2 separate regions of the Mus musculus genome follow, and region 2 is linked to region 1. The links are chromatin contacts, called in public HiChIP or PLAC-seq maps. All regions are on one chromosome and are shown on one strand. The core of a region is the stretch at or near the end of the contact, and the rest is flanking DNA. Distances in the headings are between cores, read along the strand shown.

What was found. HiChIP or PLAC-seq counts read pairs in DNA pulled down with a chosen protein or histone mark.
Region 2: a contact with region 1 is called in an H3K27ac HiChIP or PLAC-seq map of acute myeloid leukemia, with 3 times the contacts expected there. The contact joins the promoter of 4930480C01Rik here to the enhancer-like site in region 1. A contact is called at or near these places in 3 of 484 Hi-C or Micro-C datasets (the Ba/F3 cell line, cerebellum and myocytes), 4 of 115 datasets of contacts at active chromatin or transcription factors (acute myeloid leukemia, bone marrow-derived macrophages, double positive thymocytes and 1 more) and 1 of 9 other capture datasets (macrophages).

The regions. Positions count from the first base shown.
Region 1 is chr5:65,512,207-65,517,945 of GRCm38.p6, forward strand. It overlaps a transcript of Smim14 not described here. Among named protein-coding and RNA genes, the nearest start is that of Ube2k, 22 kb to the right of the region's middle. Within about 2 kb of position 2,890, at least 101 of the 459 cell types and tissues checked have an H3K27ac peak or open chromatin away from gene starts, as enhancers often do. A contact at or near this core is called in acute myeloid leukemia, bone marrow-derived macrophages, double positive thymocytes and 1 more, where this site is marked.
Region 2 is chr5:65,947,992-65,953,730 of GRCm38.p6, forward strand. 4930480C01Rik (a long non-coding RNA gene) reads left to right here and starts at 3,352. Exons shown (of 2, transcript XR_376988.3): 1 at 3,352-3,468; 2 at 3,887-4,216. It also overlaps a transcript of Chrna9 not described here.

The DNA.
Region 1 (5,739 bases), core at 1,640-4,139:
CTCTAGATCCTATACAGGGTAGAGGAAAACATTTTAAACGACAAACAAACAAACAAACAAACCAAAAAAGAAAAAAGAAAAGAAAAGAACACAGGCTTAGCAAGCCATAGGGAGCAAGCCAGTAGGCAGCACTCTTTCATGGTATCTGCTCTAGTTCCTGCTTCCAGGTTCCTGCCCTGGCTTCCTGCCTTGGCTTCCCCTGATGACCTGTAAGCCAAATAAACCCTTTCTTCTCCAAGTTTGGTCATGGTCTTTATCACAGCAACAGAAACCTAGGTTAGACAGTGATAGAATCTGTCACAAACATAAGGTGAAAAGTGACTAAGGAAGGCAGCCATTGTTGACCTCTGGCCTCTATATTGATAAATGAATAAATCTGCCTACTCCACACACCTAGATGGGACAGAAGGGAGGAAGACACCAGCCTTTCCCTTCAGTTACTATATGATTGACACAAACCACAGTGGCATGAGTCTATAATCCCAGCCCTCAGAAAGCAGAGGCAGGAGAATTGCCTGTTAGCTAAAGGCTGAAAGTTGGAAGCCACGGATCTACATAGTAAGTTCTAGCCTAGCTGGGCATGGTGGCACACGCCTTTAATCCCAGCACTCTGGAGGCAGAAGTAGGCAGATTTCTGAGTTTGAGGCCAGCCTGGTCTACAAAGTGAGTTCCAGGACAGCCAGGGCTATACTGAGAAACCCCGTCTCGAAAAAAAAAAAAAAAAAAAGTTCTAGGCTAGCCACAGATACAAAGCAGTCCTGCCTCTAGATAAACAAACAAGCAAACATGTGGGGCTAGAATAGGAACCAGTTTTTATTGTTTTGGTTTTGTTTGTTTGTTTGTTTTTCAAGACCGGGTTTCTTTGTGTGGGCCAAGCTGGCCTTGAACTCAGAGATCCACCTGTCTCTGCCTCCTGAATGCTGGGACTAAAGGTATGCTCCATTACCAGTGCCCAAGGAAACAGTTTTTAAAATACATATTTATTATTTTATGTGTATATAACTTGTTTTTAGATTTCTTTTTAATTTTATGTGTATGTGCTATTCACATGTGTTTGTACACTATGTGTGTACAATACCAGTAGAGTTCAGATCTACTGGAGGTAGAGTTACAGGAAGCTATGAACCACCATGTGGGTGCAGGGAACCAACCCAAAATCTGCAAGAGCAGTAAGGTCTCTTAACTGTGGAGCTGGTGCACACCTTTAATCCCAGCACTTGGAACAGCAAGAACTATAGAGCTATCTCTCCAGCATACACACACACACACACACACACACACACACACACACACACACACACACACACATATGTATGAGTCTTTTGTCTATATGATACACCATGTGCCTGCCAGGTGTCCCCAAAGGTTAGAAGAGGGCATCAGACAATTATTTACAAATGGGAAATATAATAGAGACGAGGCAAGGGTTAACCTAACTGCTAGTTTGAACTTCACTTTGCATTCCTGAAGGGAAGCCAGCAAGAGTTCATTGCCAGTCCTTTGGGACCTCCCTTTATTACACCCATGAAGCACTGTGCTCCTGGCCATGATCCTGTCCTACAACAGCCAGCCTCTATCTAGTTCACCGCACTCAGATGTACAACTCTCCTGTCCGTGGGCATCCTTTTCCTTTGGGTCTTCTCAATCAGCCCTAGTGGAGGTCCTGTGGTTTTCAGAACAGAACCTCTAAGAGTGGAGAAAAGCCAGTACACATCACTGAAGTTGACTGTGTTCTTAATTTTAATCTGTTGCTCTTGGAGAGAGACTTCTTAAGAATTTTTCACCATATATGCTAACAAAAACCATTTTTAAGCTGGGCATGGTAGCACATATCCCATCATCTGTGAAGCTGAGGCAGACAAATCTTGGTGAGTTGAAGGCCAGCCTGGTCTACACGTAGCCAGCTTCAGGCCAGCCAGTGCTATATTAGTAAAACCCCCGTCTCAAGCAAACTTCCAAACAAAACAAATGCCCCATTTACCAAAAAGAAAGAAAGAAAATTTCTGCAAAAGTCTAAAAGGTCTAAAAACCTCTGGTCTCTAGTAACATTCTGGCATTCTGGACTTTAACTCTGTATGCAGTTACACTAATAGTCATATATAAATCTACTTCACAAGGACTCGCTTTAATGACTTTTTAAAAAGACATCAGACACTAAGTTCACACTGAACAATGTGTTCTTAGTCATCATGAGGACCCTGTTCAGTTAATAGGTTCCTTATGATTTTTCTTCTGTCCCTGCAAAGTGCTTGAGGCCATTACAGAATAACTAACTGGCGATGGGAATTCCCCATGAACTCAGATGGACACTAGCTTCAAATTGTATTCCTTGGATCTCTCCTTCCTCCTAATAAGGGATGAGAAAGAGGACTCAAAAAAAAAAAAGATTTAAAAAATAAATCTCAAAGGCTTTAGGCAGAAGATCATGAGCTCAAGTCTAGCCTGTACTATGTGGAAATAAAAGGTGAGAGCTGGAGAGAGTGGAAGAGGCTGGTAGCCTACATGCTTGGCTCAATCGTCAGCACCTACTGGTCTTCTGTGTCACTCATTGCACAGGCAAGGAGTAGAACTGGCTCAGCAGGAAATGGGCTGTGGCACACTCAGGAGCCTCCTCTCCCCTACTGTACACAAAGACACTTTTTAAATAAGTCTTTGAAAAGGAAGTAGGACTTGATTGTCTGAAATGTCAGTTTGACAGAAGACTGGTTATTGAGGAACTGTTCTGCCCAGATGGTTCAACCTCCAGTGCAATGCTCCATCATCTAGTTGGAATATTTGATCTTTGTGACACAGTTCACATACTTTCCCAAGACCCCCAACTATGACTCTCTCCATATTCTGAGACACAGCTACACACCAAACATATTGTATTTGCTTTGGACACGTCAGTGACTTTCAGATCCTGTTTCCTTCCCAAGGTGATTAACAAAGAGTAACCGATGAACAGATGTCAACCACAGGACGCTTCCTGAAACTTAAATCATATCCTAAACAGCTCTCTGGCTCCCCGAGTGTGTGTGTGTGTGTGTGTGTGTGTGTGTGTGTGTGTGTGTGTGTGTGTGTGTGTGAGAGAGAGAGAGAGAGAGAGAAGCACCTTTTTAAAATGTGCATCAAGTGGACTGGAGAGATAGCTCAAAGTTTGGACACCTGCTGCTCTTTCAGACAATCCAAGCTCTTCTTCTGGCCACTGTGGACATCTGCCCATTCACACCCATATATGGTCACACAGACACCCCTTACACCCACTAGAAAAAAAAATCAAACAACAATTAAACAAATAAAAATGCATCACTTGGGTCACCGAACTGCTCTGTGGATAAAAGTGCTTTCTGACATCCCGGAGAATCTGAGTTCGATTTCTGGGATCCCTATGATGGAGGGAGACACCCAACTCCCAAAACCCCATATGTGCTGGGATGCAGTGGTGTGTGCATGCACACACTAAATACAATAACAAAAAGCCCACCAAGCACTAGATGTGGTGGGACAATAGACTGTGGTGGCACAGTGTTGTAATCTTAGATCTTGGGAGATAAAGGCAGGAGGATCAGGTTGTCCTTTACCATGGAAGTTCAAAGCCATCCCGAAACACATCCCTGTCAACCCTGTCTAGACAATCAAGTTACTAAAATCAAACAACCCATGCCAGCTCAGTTTACCGTCCTTCAGCATCCCTTCAACCCCTGAGTCTCCCCTGAGGAGGTGCGCAGACACAGTCACTGCTTCCTTCCTACCAATCAAAACAGCTTTGCATAGCCATGGGAACCCAACCCCTCATTCTTGTCTTCCTTCCTCACCGATCCTGATGCATTTCTAGTCTTCTCCCTTTATAAATGAGTTTCTTGGTACAGCACAGCCAAGGACCGTGGCAAAGAAATCAGTCCCCAGTCATTTGTTTTCTCTTGTTTTTTTCCCTCTGCCTGCTTCTCCTTACTGCCTCTTGCAGCTTTCTGGTTTCTATGCCTGTTTTATTGACTTCACATTTTTCAGTACTACCTCAGTGCCCCTCCCTTTCTCATTCACTTTGAATTGCTGAGTGCATTGTGGAAGTGTACATTTTAAAATTTGTCATGGTGTACTTTTGTTCAAAGTCTTGATTAGAAATTGGGCTAGAGGGCTGGAGAGATGGCTCAGCGGTTAAGAGCACTGACTGCTCTTCTGAAGGTTGTGAGTTCAAATCCCAGCAACCACATGGTGGCTCACAACCATCTGTAATGAGATCTGGTGCTTCTTCTGGGGTGTCTAAAGACAGCTACAGTATACTTACATATATATAATAAATAAATAAATCTTAAAAAAAAAAAAACTCTCCAGACAGCAAGGAAACGCTTGGAAAAGAAAAAAAAAAGAACTTGGGCTAGAGGAGAAATTTCAGAATCAAGAAATTTGTATTCTGGTCACTTTCTGCCTCTGTAGAGACATGGTGCCTTTTGTGTTATAACCATATTTTGTATTTACACCATGTTTATGTGCACAAGATTATCCCCATTTCAGAGGGAAAAGTCACGAAACCTCAGTTTACTGGTGGGTTTCTGACAATAGTCTGTGATGGTTAATTTTCATTGTCCACTTGATTTGATTTAGAATCTGGGAAACATATCTCTGGGTATGTCTGTGAAGATTTTTTTTCCCAGGGGGGTTTTAGAGAAAAAGAATTACCAACTCTGAGTGTGGAATGGTGACTTACACCATTCCACAGTCCAGCACTGAACAGTAAGGGGACAGAGGAAGAAGCCAGCAAAGCTCAGGCATTTCCCTCTGGTTTCCTGGTGGCAGATGTGATGTGACTGCTGACTCAGAGTCCTACGTCCATAGGTAGAGTTGCTCTTGCAATGGTCCCTAGAGGAGCCCTTCCTTCCTTAAACTGATAGGGCATCCTATGACTGTAAAAAGAAAATTAGTAAACACAGAAAACTGGTACCAGGAGTGGGATATCACAGCAGTGATCACATGGTATTTAAGATCTGGACTGGCTATTCAGAAAGAATGTGGGGCATTTTCAGGGTAGAGAACACCTAAATATGGGAAGCGGAGCTAGCTAATGAGGCCATTCTGGTCAGAGTTCAGAAGACCAGGACAGACTGGTGAGAGAACTGTGATTGGTAAAGACAGCTTATGAGGCTTTAGAGGGAAATAAAGACTCTCCTGGGAACTAGGCTGGAGGCCATTTACATTCTGAAAAACACTCTGGCTGTATTCTAAAGTTTTGAGTTTAGATGAATTTAAAAGCAATACCTTTTGCAGGAGAGGCATGAGGGGTGGTAGTACATGCCTTTAGACCTCAGATTAACACTGACTTTTGGGTGGTAAACAGTCAGATCTGGCAACAAACTTATCATTCTTTATATTGCTGCCAGGATGTCCTTGAAAAGATCTTTCTTTTACTATAACATTTTTACATTCAAAACCCTATCTAGGAAGAAGTTTAAATTACATATAACCTCCACAATCCACCTTTTACATTGAAGCTATTTTTTAAAAAGATGTATTTGTTTTTATGTTATGTGTATGAGTGTTCTGTCTGCATGTATATGTGTATATGTGTATACTGCGTGTGTGCTTGGTGCCCATGGAAGACAGAAGAGGGTGTTGGTCTCCTGGGGTAGCAGATGGCTGTGAGTTGCTCTGTGCTGTGAGTTGCTCTGTGGGTGCTAGAAATCCAATCCGGCTCCTCTGCAGACGCAGCAAATGGTTTTTGGTTTGTTTTGCTTTTGCACCACACAGACTCCACTAGAAAAC
Region 2 (5,739 bases), core at 2,102-4,601, 440 kb after region 1:
CAAAATTGTAGCCGGGCGTGGTATCACATGCCTTTAATCCCAGCACTCGGGAGGCAGAGGCAGGGGGATTTCTGAGTTTGAGGCCAACCTGGTCTACAGAGTGAGTTCCAGGACAGCCAGGGCTACACAGAGAAATCCTGTCTCGAAAAAAAAAAAAAATAGAAAAGAAAAGAAAAAAAAGAAAAATGTTGAAGACCTCTAGATTAGACCATAATACTAACTCCATCCAGGTAAGGCTATTTGTTATCTTTGACACACCTTGTTCCCCCAAGCAAAGGTGTGACATAGAAGGTACAACGTAAAACCTGCTCCATGTTTGGGAACCCAGTCACTGAGAGTCTGGAGTCCTGTGGAATATTCTATGTCTGAGCTAGAGCAAGTGAAAGAAACGCAAGGTGGAACCAGGTATCTTGTCAAACAAACCGCATGCACGTGCTTCTATGATCACAGAGAACCTGTGGCGGCCATATTCACCTCAGGGGAGCTGTGCTAGCCATGGAAAACGAGGGCTTACTCCTGAACGTGCTATTGACACAGATCTTACACATGAGGCTGGAGAGACGTGTGTATGTGAGAGAGGTGTGTAAAGTGCTTACCACACAGATATGAGGACCTAAGTTTGGGTCTCAGAAACCACACAGAACAGGGCATTGTATCCCACTGTGGATCTGTAATCCTAGTGCTACTACAGCAAGGTGAGAGATAGAGACAGGAGGAATGCCCGGAAACCTGCTGGCCAGCTAGCTTGGTGCAGCCAGAATTGACTACCTGTCTCAAACTGCATGAACTGGCTCCTGAGGTTCACACACGTGTTATCTCATGAACTCAGGCCGGTGAGATGGCTCAGCGGGTAAAGATGCTGTCTATGAGTCTGATGCCCAGGCCCTCATGGTGAAAGTTGAGAACTGACTCCCACAAGCTGTCCTCTGACCTTCACACCTGTGCCATGACATGCACAGATGTCCCTCCACTGCATATACAATGAATTAACAAATGCAGGAGACATCTTATTCTTACGTGTGAAGATAAGCTGGGGAGGCTGGATTCCCAGCTCAGCGGTAGAGCACTTACTTGCCTGGTGAGCTGGAGGGGCAGTTTTGTCCCTGGTGCTCCCCCCACCCACAGCACGGAGTCACAAGCACAGATTAGTTTAATATTGGTAAAATGGTTATACAGCCATACAGCTGGCCTGGTGGCGTACACCTTTAATCTCAGCACTTGGGAGGCAGAGGCAGGCAGATTTCTGAGTTCGAGGCCAGCCAGCCAGGGCTATACAGAGAAACCCTGTCTTGAAAAAAAAACCCAAAAACAAACAAACAAACAAACAAACAAAAACAAAAAGAAAAACAAAGCTATACAATGTTCAGGATCTTTGAAACTCTTTTTGTTTTTTTGATAGTCAGGCACGGTAGCACAAGACTGTACTCCCAGTACTAGGGAGGTAGGGGCAGGAGGATGGCAAGTTCAAGATCAGCCTGGTCACATGGCAAAAGTATCTCAGAAAACAAGGACAAAAAAATATTTTGTATTAAAATGATCATGACAGCACTATAAATGGTAATAGACTGAAAATAACCAAAATAGATCTGTTAGATAGATAGATAGATAGATAGATAGATAGATAGATAGATAGATAGATAGATAGATAGATAGATAGATAAGCTTGCTATATGATGCAGATTTTAGTAAACAGTTGGAAAATTTTGTCAGACAGGTAAATTCAGTATTAATCTTGATGTAAATGCCAGAATTATTCTTAACAATGTTCAGAATTTGGAGGAAGAAAATATTTCCAGGCCGGAGAGATGGCACAGAGGTTCTGGATAAAGGTGGAAGGAGAAACGAGACTCCACAGACAGGTTGTCTCACTGTCAAATGTCAGCTATGTTCAGTCTCTCCCTGCCTCTACCATGCGCATAATAAAGAGAGACGTAAAAGAAAATACCCCAAAGGGAGGAGAGATGGCTCAGCAGTTCAGAGCACCAGCTGCTCTTGCAGAATATTGGGGTTTGGTTTTCAGCACCCACATGATGGCTCACATCTGCCTATAACTTCAAGGGGCCCAACATCCTCTTTTGGCCTCTGAGGGCACCAGGAACACATATGGTTCACATACATGCACACAGGCAAACCACTAAAAAAAACCAAGAAAAGTAAAAATAAAGAGAAAATATCCCCAAGAGACAACAGTGGTTGTCTCTGATAATGAGATTATAGGAGACTTTTTGTGCCTCTAGATCGTTTGTTTTCATATTTTTCTTTTTTTTTTTTCTGGAATAAGCATGTATTATTTTGTGATGTGAAAGAAGAAAGGAGAGAGAGAGAGAGAGAAAACCATGCCATGCATGGCTGGCCTGAGTCACAAGCTGAATTCTCATGTTTAAATTAGTTTCAGAAACAAGGAGTGGTTTCTAGGCAACGGGCTTGGGAACTCATGGTCACTGCCATTGTTGCTACAGCGTGTGTGCGTGTCTTCGAGAAACTGCACTGGATGAATGCAGACCCGCTAAGGAGAAACAAGCTTTGCCACCCAGTTTTGGTCATGGGGACTTGAGTTACTGTGACCCTAGGGGCAGACAGTTGCCAACGATTTTTTTTTAATTTATTACTAATAAATGACTGAGTTAATGAGGATTGTCATAGGCGAGAAATCTGACAGAAATCTCAGTCATTTCAGAGGGTGTGGGAAACCGAGGGGGGGGGGGGAGCCAAAGCCAATGCCCCCACGCACACCACAATAGCTTTGCCGTGAACTCAGGCCGCCAGGGGCTGTGCCAGACAGATTGCATCTTAAGATGTGAAAAGATTGCTTCACAGTCTCTGTAGTCGTTTACTGTCATTACAGGCAATCCTGGGCAGCCAGGGGGCTTTTAATCGAGAGGAAACACTGAAAACTGGAACCAGGGCAATAAAAGCCTTGGCCCTCACTGTGGACTCTGAAGGGGGCGGAGCCAAGAACCTTATTGTTTCCAGGGCCCTTGTTCTTCCCCCAAGCGCCCACAGAAGGCGTTACTCAGCCCAGGAAGTGTATTCTGTTGACATTGACTACTATATTTTCAGCAAGAAAAGGCGAGTTTCTGAAAAAAATAGTGTCAGAGCTCGGCCCTCTTGTGGCAGAATCTCACATGGTCCAAGATGGCCTGGAACTCTATGTAGCTGGGGGATTGGGAGTGGGGGTGGGGCGATGGGGAGGGGGTGGGGGAAATGGGGGGTGGTGCTGGTCTTGGTTCACTTTATTGCTTCCTTACGCACCCATGATTCATATTCTTTCTCTTTCTCTCACTGTGTGATGTCACCTGCCATGTTATGACACAACACAAAGGCTCTCAGGAGATGCAGCTGCCTAAGATACTGGAACTGTGAGCTATATAACCTTCCTTTCTTTACAACGTATCCAGCCCTAAGTATTTTGTTACGGCAAATCAGACAAATAGAAGGACTAGTATTTACTCGGCCTTTTCTTATGAGGTAATTCTTCAGGACAGGCACGTTTTCATCTTTGTACTCTGGGCTTATCGTACATAGGCTGACCCTACATAGGTTTGTGCTTATCCACTACTCTTCTTGTTTTTTTGTCAGTGATGGGGGCTTCCGTATGGTAGGCAAACACTGTATGACTGAGCTACATCTCCATGTCTCACGGTCTTGAGTGACAAATGCAGCCTGCTTCAGTTTGAATGTGGTTTGAGTGTTCCCTTAAAGGTTTATGCTGGAAGCTACGCCCCCTAGTGGGCCAGTAAAGGATGACATAGAACATTTGAGAGTAGTGCAGTGGCCCGGAGATGGTCAGTGGTTTGTTAGGGGTAATTCACTTGGAGGGGATTCAGGGACTTTTCAGTGGTTTGTGGTGAAAGTCTAATTCTCTCTCTGGCTTCTTGTCTGGCAGTATGGTGGCCTCTGCCATGAGGTCTCTCTAGGACCCAACAGATACTGACACATGCCCTTGAATCTCTAGAGACTCGTGATCTCTGCCTCCTGTGACATCCCAGCCTGGGGCTCCATGGACTCCCTCTTTTCCTAACCTCTCATCGGGAAGATAAATCAACCCCATTCCCCTGTGGTCTACTCCCTCGGCAATACTTAACTCGTTTACCACAGCTTAGCTTACAAGTGTGCCTTTTTTTTTTCCAGACAGTCCACAAACGCACTGATAAAGCAAATATTCTCTTATGAGCCCTGTGCTCTGCTTTCAATAAATGTGTTCAGTACAGATTGAGTAGCGAGAGTTTTGTTGTTGTTTGTATAGGCAGGCTCTTGCCATGCAGCCCAGGCTGGTCTAAAACTCACGATCCCCCTGCCTCAGCCTCTCAAATACTGGGGTTACAGGCCTCTGCCACTAAGTTTGGGTTAGTCTTTAAATTCTTACAGAACTGACTTCCTAGTGTCTGTTCACACTGTAAACGTCTCTAGCCACCTCTCCTTGGCCAAACATTTATTCTTATTTAAAAAGGGTCACCACAATCCTTGATTCCTGTGGTGTTGCAGTTTGAGGTAGGTAAACCTGGAATCTTCTGCCCAGGAGCTTACAGTCTTGTGCATATATTGACTTGGCTGTTTTTCTGGATTTGGATCTAGGGTGGAGCCCACATCTGTTTAGCTTCTTCCATTCTGCCTGGAACCTGCCAGCTCCGAGGCCAAGCAGGGATCTGCTCTGACAAGCTGCGTGTGATGCTGGTGGGAACAAGTACCTGGTGTCTCTAGCAGAGCCTTTACTCCTTTGTACACCTGGCCTCTCAAGGCTGCCCTTTAGGGAACCAGGTCCTCCCCAGACACACATGCAATATAGCCTAAGTCCCAAAGTGCAGCTACTATGTCCCCCAAGGTGGACACAAGGCAGCACTCCTGTTCACGGGAGGCCAAGCAAGACTGCCTGAGGAGGTGTGTTGTGGGAGAGGCTCTCTCTGTTGGCACTCTGAAAGTCCAGACTCTGGCCAAGACTGTCCTGTATTTCATGAGTGTTTATTGGTTACCTCTTATATTTCTGGCATGGAGCTGTGAAGACAATATGTGAAATGGGTCAGCATGGGTTTGGGGAGAGAAATCACGCAACACTGGGATTGAAGAAGAGGTAGGAATGCTAGGTTGATATACCAGTAACTTCAAGAACGTCCTTGAGACAAGGGGGAGATTGGGGAAAAGGCATCCTTAATTACATGACTTTCAAAATGAGCCCTGAAAGAGAAAGGCCTTGCTCGTTGGGCAAAGAAAGGGGAAATGTTTTTGGCTAAGGGACAGTCTGTACAACATGGAAGCATGGAAGAGGGCAGCAGGCCCCTCTTATTAGAAAATCTATGTTGGGTGGCAGGAAGTAAATCCCTGAGAGAAGACAAAGGGAAAAACAGGGCTTCCTGTGTTGTGTTTTAAAGTAGAGGCCTTACCTCACGCGTCGTGCAGGAACAGAGAAAGAACCAGGTGGAGCGTCAGGTACAGTACACATGTCAAATCAAAAGACACTTTCTTTTCTACATACAACAACAGTTTTACACTTGAACAGTTTGTGGGAGCCTGCACCAGATCTGCACAAGCTCAAGCCAGACAAAATCCAAGCACGGCGGAGTGCAGAGGTGGACCCAGCCCCATCCCTGGCAATCTATAGCTGCTGAGAGAGAGAGAGAGAGTCAGTTTTCTTTGAGGGTGTGACCCCTGGTTGGTCCACCATGTCTCAGTGGATGACCTTATATCTCAGGGTATATGTGTAGGGCAGATTGGGCTAGATGGAAAACAAAAACAAAAATAAAT